Regions from separate parts of the Mus musculus genome. Here region 2 is linked to region 1. The links are chromatin contacts, called in public HiChIP or PLAC-seq maps. All regions are on one chromosome and are shown on one strand. The core of a region is the stretch at or near the end of the contact, and the rest is flanking DNA. Distances in the headings are between cores, read along the strand shown. Region 1 overlaps Vwf (Von Willebrand factor). Region 2 overlaps Cd9 (CD9 antigen).

The links. HiChIP or PLAC-seq counts read pairs in DNA pulled down with a chosen protein or histone mark.
Region 2: a contact with region 1 is called in an HNF4G HiChIP or PLAC-seq map of pancreatic cancer cells. The contact joins two enhancer-like sites. A contact is called at or near these places in 1 of 15 datasets of contacts at CTCF or cohesin (the NIH/3T3 cell line), 5 of 484 Hi-C or Micro-C datasets (the N1E-115 cell line, bone marrow-derived macrophages, muscle stem cells and 2 more), 12 of 115 datasets of contacts at active chromatin or transcription factors (the HPC-7 cell line, double positive thymocytes, embryonic fibroblasts and 7 more) and 3 of 9 other capture datasets (adipose tissue, liver and pancreatic islet).

Annotation. Positions count from the first base shown.
Region 1 is chr6:125,572,036-125,575,042 of GRCm38.p6, reverse strand. The region is part of intron 6 of Vwf (Von Willebrand factor); the gene reads right to left. Among named protein-coding and RNA genes, the nearest start is that of Vwf, 21 kb to the right of the region's middle. Within about 2 kb of position 1,657, at least 343 of the 459 cell types and tissues checked have an H3K27ac peak or open chromatin away from gene starts, as enhancers often do. A contact at or near this core is called in adipose tissue, muscle stem cells, pancreatic cancer cells and 1 more, where this site is marked.
Region 2 is chr6:125,465,634-125,469,007 of GRCm38.p6, reverse strand. All of the region lies in intron 2 of Cd9 (CD9 antigen), which reads left to right. Among named protein-coding and RNA genes, the nearest start is that of Gm28809, 7.5 kb to the left of the region's middle. Within about 2 kb of position 1,382, at least 175 of the 459 cell types and tissues checked have an H3K27ac peak or open chromatin away from gene starts, as enhancers often do. A contact at or near this core is called in adipose tissue, muscle stem cells, pancreatic cancer cells and 1 more, where this site is marked.

The DNA of each region.
Region 1 (3,007 bases), core at 408-2,907:
GACAAAGACAGCACAGAAAAATGTCACATGCTCCCATAATAAACACCAAATTCACAGGTGAAAGGAAAGTGGAAAGTCTCCAGCTGCTGTGGAGGAGACTGACCGACTATGGAATCAGGGCTCACACACCAGCCCAGAGCAACTGGCCCAGAGGGGTCCTAGACTCCAGTATTCAGGGACATGGATAGACACACAGAGCTCTAACTTCAAAGGAGCATAAACTAATGGAGTGTGCTCTCTCAGGAAGCTGAGGAGCCAGCTAGAGCTGAGCTGTGCATGAAGGCCAGAAAGAGCCTAGCAAGCCTATTCTAAGGCCTTGACTCTTAAAGCCAAGATCAGAACACATCCAGCCCATCTGGCTGTTGTTCACAGAGCACCTTCCCGCAGGGGGTAGGGGGATGTAGAGGTAACTTTGAGAATCTCATCCAGTGCTTCAGTGTTTGTGAGCCTGGGATTCCTAACGTTGATGAAAATCCATTTCTCCCAATCCTGACTCATCTGACGATGCTGCTACCACTGGATTACTCCCCTGCTGTGGCTCAAGTAAAAATTAGCAGCAACCACACTTGGGATTCCCAGTAACTGAACACTTGGGATTCCCAGTAACTTGGCAGTTGGTCATCGTGAAGACAAACTCTTAGGAATTACAGGGAGAGATCTCTTGGTGCCAAGCATGGACGTGTCCTCATGCTCTTGACAGCAGTAGCAAAGGCAGGAGCCAATCTTGTCACACTGGGGAATGTGACCTGAGAGTGGTGATAATGGCTTCGGTGACTCCCAGGCTAGTCCAAAGTCACCAAGTGCGGTGACAGGCTACACTATGACCAACGGTGATGTGCCAAGTGGCTGACACTTACATAGTGGGCCTTAGCATCACCCGCAGATCTGTATATCGTGGGACGTGCAGTGGTTGTGTTCACTGTGGTAGGTTTCCATCAGTGACAGGAGATTGCCTTGGGAAAGGAGTGTCTTTTTCCATAGCTAGAATGACCACTCTGTGGGCTAACAGCAACCCTATGGGGCTTTCGGCTTCAAATTACAGGCAGGACACAGGACCAAAGCTACTATCCCTTTGTGAAGTTCAGCCCTTCCCCCATGCTCCCCAGACTTCATTTTACAAAAAGAGAAAGGCTAAGGATCTCTCTAAAAAGCATGTGTTGTGTGGTAGCTGTGAGCAGATGAGCATCACTTAATCTGGACATTTATGGCTTGGGCTCCAGGCTCAGCTGGAAAACAAAAACAAAACTAAAACTGCAAACGATGAGATCCAACAAGCCATTATCGGTCCCAGCAGAGAGAGGCTGTGGGTCTGTTGGTACAACAGGCAAACGTTCCTCCCCAAGGTATAAGAATTATGACCAGGCTCCCTGAAAGAGCTACAAAAATCAGGAGAAAAGAGAGGTGACTGGTTCTGACAGCTAACCAAAGCAGTTGTACACTAGTGCAGCCTCCCTGAGAACGCTCAACCATTCCAACTGGCTCCTGAATCCAAAACCCCGCTGCTAAAAGACTCCCAGTTAGCAGACCCAATATCTAAGCGTGGGGCCCAGCGGGAGCAAAAACTTACAAGAGGCCACATTAATCACCTCCCAGGAGATGAGTCACTGCGCATCCCAGCCAATGAGGGATCCCGGCTGTGAGCAAACACGATCTGATTGGCTAAGGGCAGAATACAGTTCTCTAGGTAAACAAACTGAAACTCTGAACTGTGAGTGCTGGACTTGAAGGAGTTCGTGCCTCAGGGAGGTGTGTTTGGAGCCTCAGTCCCGAACCAAGAACCACGTTCTTCAGCTGTTCCCAGGATGCTGGTTAAAGCACCCGGGAGACAAAGTGAGTAGGGACATACAGCTGGAGCCTTAAAATGTGTCCCCGCAGACTTAGCAAAGCTGCATCCGTGCTTTGTCTTCCTTGAACAAAGCACCCAGTCTTTCCCTCCTCAACTCACCCTCAGTATCAGGTTCTCTCCAGAAAAAGTCTGTCTGTACCTCCCACTAACGCCACATCAAAGGGTTTGTTCCTTGATACTCTGAGGGTGGGCAGCATCTGCCAAGCCCTTGCTGTTTGCAGCCTGTGTTTGCAAAGCCAAACAAAACAAAATATGCTCGGCGGGACCTGTTGCTCTCAGCCTCGCCTTGAAGGGAGGGAGAGGGAATGCCACCAACCAAACACAGAACTCTAATTTAGAAACCCAAAGGGGGAAGTGAGAAAAGTCTCTCGTGCACAGTACCTTGGATGGATTTCTTTTGAAATCTGTCTGTTGGTCAAGCATCTCTAGAGGAAGGGCATGCCTGTCTCACTTGCCTATTTGGATGTGCTCTGGACATCTCATTTTCCAAACCCACAGGCTGATGTGACGGAGGCAATTCCTCATCTGAGGTTCCCTTTTCTAGGTGACTCTAGTTTGTGTCAAGCTGAAAAAAAACTGACCAGCGCACCCAACTATGGGGGAGAGAATCTCAACGGTTTGTCTTTAAAAGGACAAATGTCAGCTATCTCAAGCCCTGGGAAAGAGGAAATCCCCCTTCTGCACAAAGCACGGGCCTCTTGGCGCTCAGTCTGGAGCTTAAGTCTGCCCTTGTTAGCAACCGTGGCCACGTGCCAGGCAACTACCCAGCGGGCCTTGCGCCGCTGAGTCACTGGAAGCACAAGGGCAAAAAAATGGCTTTTGGGATGTCTTTTGTTTACAAGTTGGAAGTTGTGTGCTTAAGAGTTGAGGCCGTATGTGTTCACTGATAAGTGGATATTAGCCCCAAACCTAGGATACCCAAGATATAAGATATAATTTGCTAAACACATGAAACTCAAGGAGAATGAAGACTGAAGTGTGGACACTATGCCCCTCCTTAGATTTGGGAACAAAACACCCATGGAAGGAGTTACAGAGACGGAGTTTGGAGCTGAGATGAAAGGATGGACCATGTAGAGACTGCCATAGCCAGGGATCCACCCCATAATCAGCATCCAAACGCTGACACCATTGCATACACTAGCAAGATTTTATTGAAAG
Region 2 (3,374 bases), core at 133-2,632, 110 kb after region 1:
ACTTGGTGTCCTTCTAGAACCATGGCCAGAGTGAAGGAATTTAGGGGGTGTGGCCACAGGCCATGAGTGTCCATCCCAAGTGCTTGGGACATTCTGGGTATATGTCCTCAGTAAGGTGGCCTCCCTGCACTGGGTACGTCTGCCATGGAGGATTGTCCATTTCCCACCTGAATCCGGCACGGCAGACGTGGGACCCACACTTCTCTGAGGGTGCCATGCTCAGCATATACCAGTGACTCTTCTGAATGAGAGTAACCGGCCGTGGGAGGGAGAGAAGGCAGGAATGAGCTGGGGTGGGGGAGGGAGTAGAGTGGGGGCCAGGTGTTTGGGGATAATGAACCAAATGGTCGGCGGGAAATGCTTATGACTTAGATAGAGCTGGGCCTCCAGGGAAGGCTTTTGTGTCCTCGCTAGTCGGGGCTCAGAGCCCAATACACAGGTGGGACAGAGCACCCCACTTCCTGTGCAAAGGGCACCCTGACATATGCTACGCCACCCCATTTAAATAGACCTATAATGTCAGCCCAAGAGAAAAAAAAAAACTGTATAATAAACAGCCCTTAAGCAATTTAGCGTGGAGATCCTGATGAAGGCCCTCTGACGAATATATTTTTCCATGAGTCAGACAGAAAGCTAACATTCACTCCTTTTATAAAAGGGAACGCTTTGTCGTTTAACACTGCCAGCCCTTGCTAACAAGGGCCGGGTGTGGGGCTGTGAGCTGCCGCTTTCCCAAAAGGAAGCAAGAGACGGTTCTTTTCTAAAGCAGGCCAAGAGGTGGGGCGGAGCTCCGAGCTGGAGCTCAGAAGTGAAGACCAGCCTCACCGTCAGGAAGCCCTGGGTTTGAGCTCTATCTAGCCCTTCTTTACACATCTGTAAAGATACAATAGGAGGCTCGCATTGAGTCCATGACTCACTAGGGTTGGGAGACCAGCTTCCAGATGAGCCATTTCTATAGCTTACCTGCCAGGGTTGCTGTCTTCTTGCTCCTGACTAGAGAAGGCTAAACAGAGACACTTCCAGAGCTGCAGCTATCTGAACAAGAGTTAAAGCCAACAGACATTTAGTTTAAAATCTTTCTGGGGTTGATCTGTCATATGAACCAAGAGGCCCACTAGGGAAACATTCTCTCTCTGTGAGAACTGCCCCCTCCTTCAAGGCTCTTGGTTCCCAGGCTGCCCTGGCCTTACCAGGGTGTCCAAGCTCCCATACCGGGGTGTGGACTATATTTGTTTGCATTTGACTCTATCTCATGTTTTTATGTCTTGCCCTGATCCGACAGTCAGAAACCACGGCTGTACTTCTGCCACAGTCAGTGGTGTCCCCTTGGCAGCTGGCGTTCCTCCCCAGGGGCCGTGCACGGAACTGCACTGCCTCCCATGTTCAGGCCCCACTACGTTGGCTGGCCAGGGAGATGACTTGAGGACAAGCTGCGTTTGTCCCCTTGCCCAGTCTAGGCCAGGCATGCACAGAAACAATACCCATATTCATGCACTGTGGGGTTTTCCAGTAACCCCACGTGACTTCACGTCACAACGGCGATAGGAGGAGGCGAGAGAGGCACAAATGCCCACTGTGTGTGCTCTGCTCTGGGCTGCCTATGAGCATCAGCTGCAGGCCAATCTCACGGTCTCTGCCTGCAGAGTCCCGCCCTACGCTGGATGCTGCAGATGGGGGACGACGGTGAGGTCACTGTGGCACCTGCCAAAAGTCCTTGTCACGTAATGTGCTGTGTTCTGTGAGGAGGCATATCTCCCACTCTTGTTTTTTTCACCTATCTGAAGAAGTCTCTCTGACCCTAGTGGGAGAATAGGGAGAGAGTGTCAAGTACATAAAAATCACATGGGTTTTTGCAGTGGTTACCTAGGCCTTATAGTGTTGGGATTAATAACAGTTGCCGTGTGTGTGTGTGTGTGTGTGTGTGTGTGTGTGTGTGTGTGTGTGTTTGTGAATGTGTGTACTACCTCATTACACACGTCACAACAGTTCCAGGAGACTGCACTGTTGTCATCCCTCTTTCTGTGGTACTAAAGATTGAACCCGGTGCCTCTATGTGTGCCTCAAGCCCCCAGTCATTTAAATCTATGTATGCACATGTGGGAGCCAGAAGGAATGCTGGGTGTCTCTTGTGCTCTCCAGATCATTGAGGCCCAGTCTCTCACTGAACCTGAAGTTCTTTTTTTTCAGCTAAGCTGACCAGCCAGCCAGCTATCTCCTGGGATCTGACTGGCTCCACTTCCCAGGGCTGGCACACACGTATAACCTGGCTTTTTTTTTATGTGGGTGTGGGTTCTGGGATCTCAGACTTGGGTCATCATGGATGGGTGCATAGCAAACATTCTTAGTGAGCCATCTCTCAACCCCAATCACCCTGTGTTTTATTTTAAAAAACAAACAAGTTGCCATTTCTTCTTTTCTTTTTCTAAGACAGGGTTACTACGTACCCTGGCTGCCTTGGAACTCACTATGTAAAACAAGCTGACCAAGAACTCACAGAGATCCATCTGCCTCTGTGTATTGGGATTAAAGTTGTGTTAGCTGGCCATAGTGACTCACACATTTAATCTTAGCATTTGGGAGGCAGAGAGAGGCAGGTGGATCTCTGTGAGCTCTAGGACAGTCAGAGCCATATAGTGATACCCTTTCTATCTTGGAGGGAAAAAGAGGAAGGAAGGAAAAGAGAAAGTAAAGGGTATACTACCACACCTGGGAGAGGTGCACATCTTTTTTGGTTTTTCGAGACAGGGTTTCTCCATATCGCCCTGGCTGTCCTGGAACTCACTCTGTAGACCTGGCTTGGCCTCGAACTCAGGAATCTGCCTGCCTTTGCCTCCCGAGTGCTGGGATTAAAGGCATGTGCCACCACTGCCCAGCTGAGGTGTACATTTTTAAGCCCAGCACTTGGGAGGCAGAAGCAGGCAGCTCTGAGCTTCTGGCCAGGCCATTACACATGGTGTTTCAGGCCAGCCAGAGCTTACTTGAAGAGACAGTGTCTCACTATCTATCCACCCTAAAGCAATTTTTTTCATAAATACGTTTCTCTGGGATTACAGAACTGGCTTTCAAAGCTAAGCTTTCTGGGCTTTAAAGCTGGGGCTCCTGCCATGTCACTGTGCCCTTCCCAAGGTTGGCTAGAGCATGGTAGCAAGACGGGAGGTACTGGGGCTGAAGAAGTGGCCAGGGGCGAGAGTGTGTAGTGCTCATGCAGAGGACCCACGTTCAAGTCCCAGCACCGATGGGTTGGGTGCTCACAACTGCCTGTAACTCTAGCTCCAGGGGCTGTAACGCCCTCTTCTAGTCTCCAAGGGCAACTGCATTCATAAGCACCTACGTCAACAGAGACATACACATAATATAAAAAATACATTTTTTAT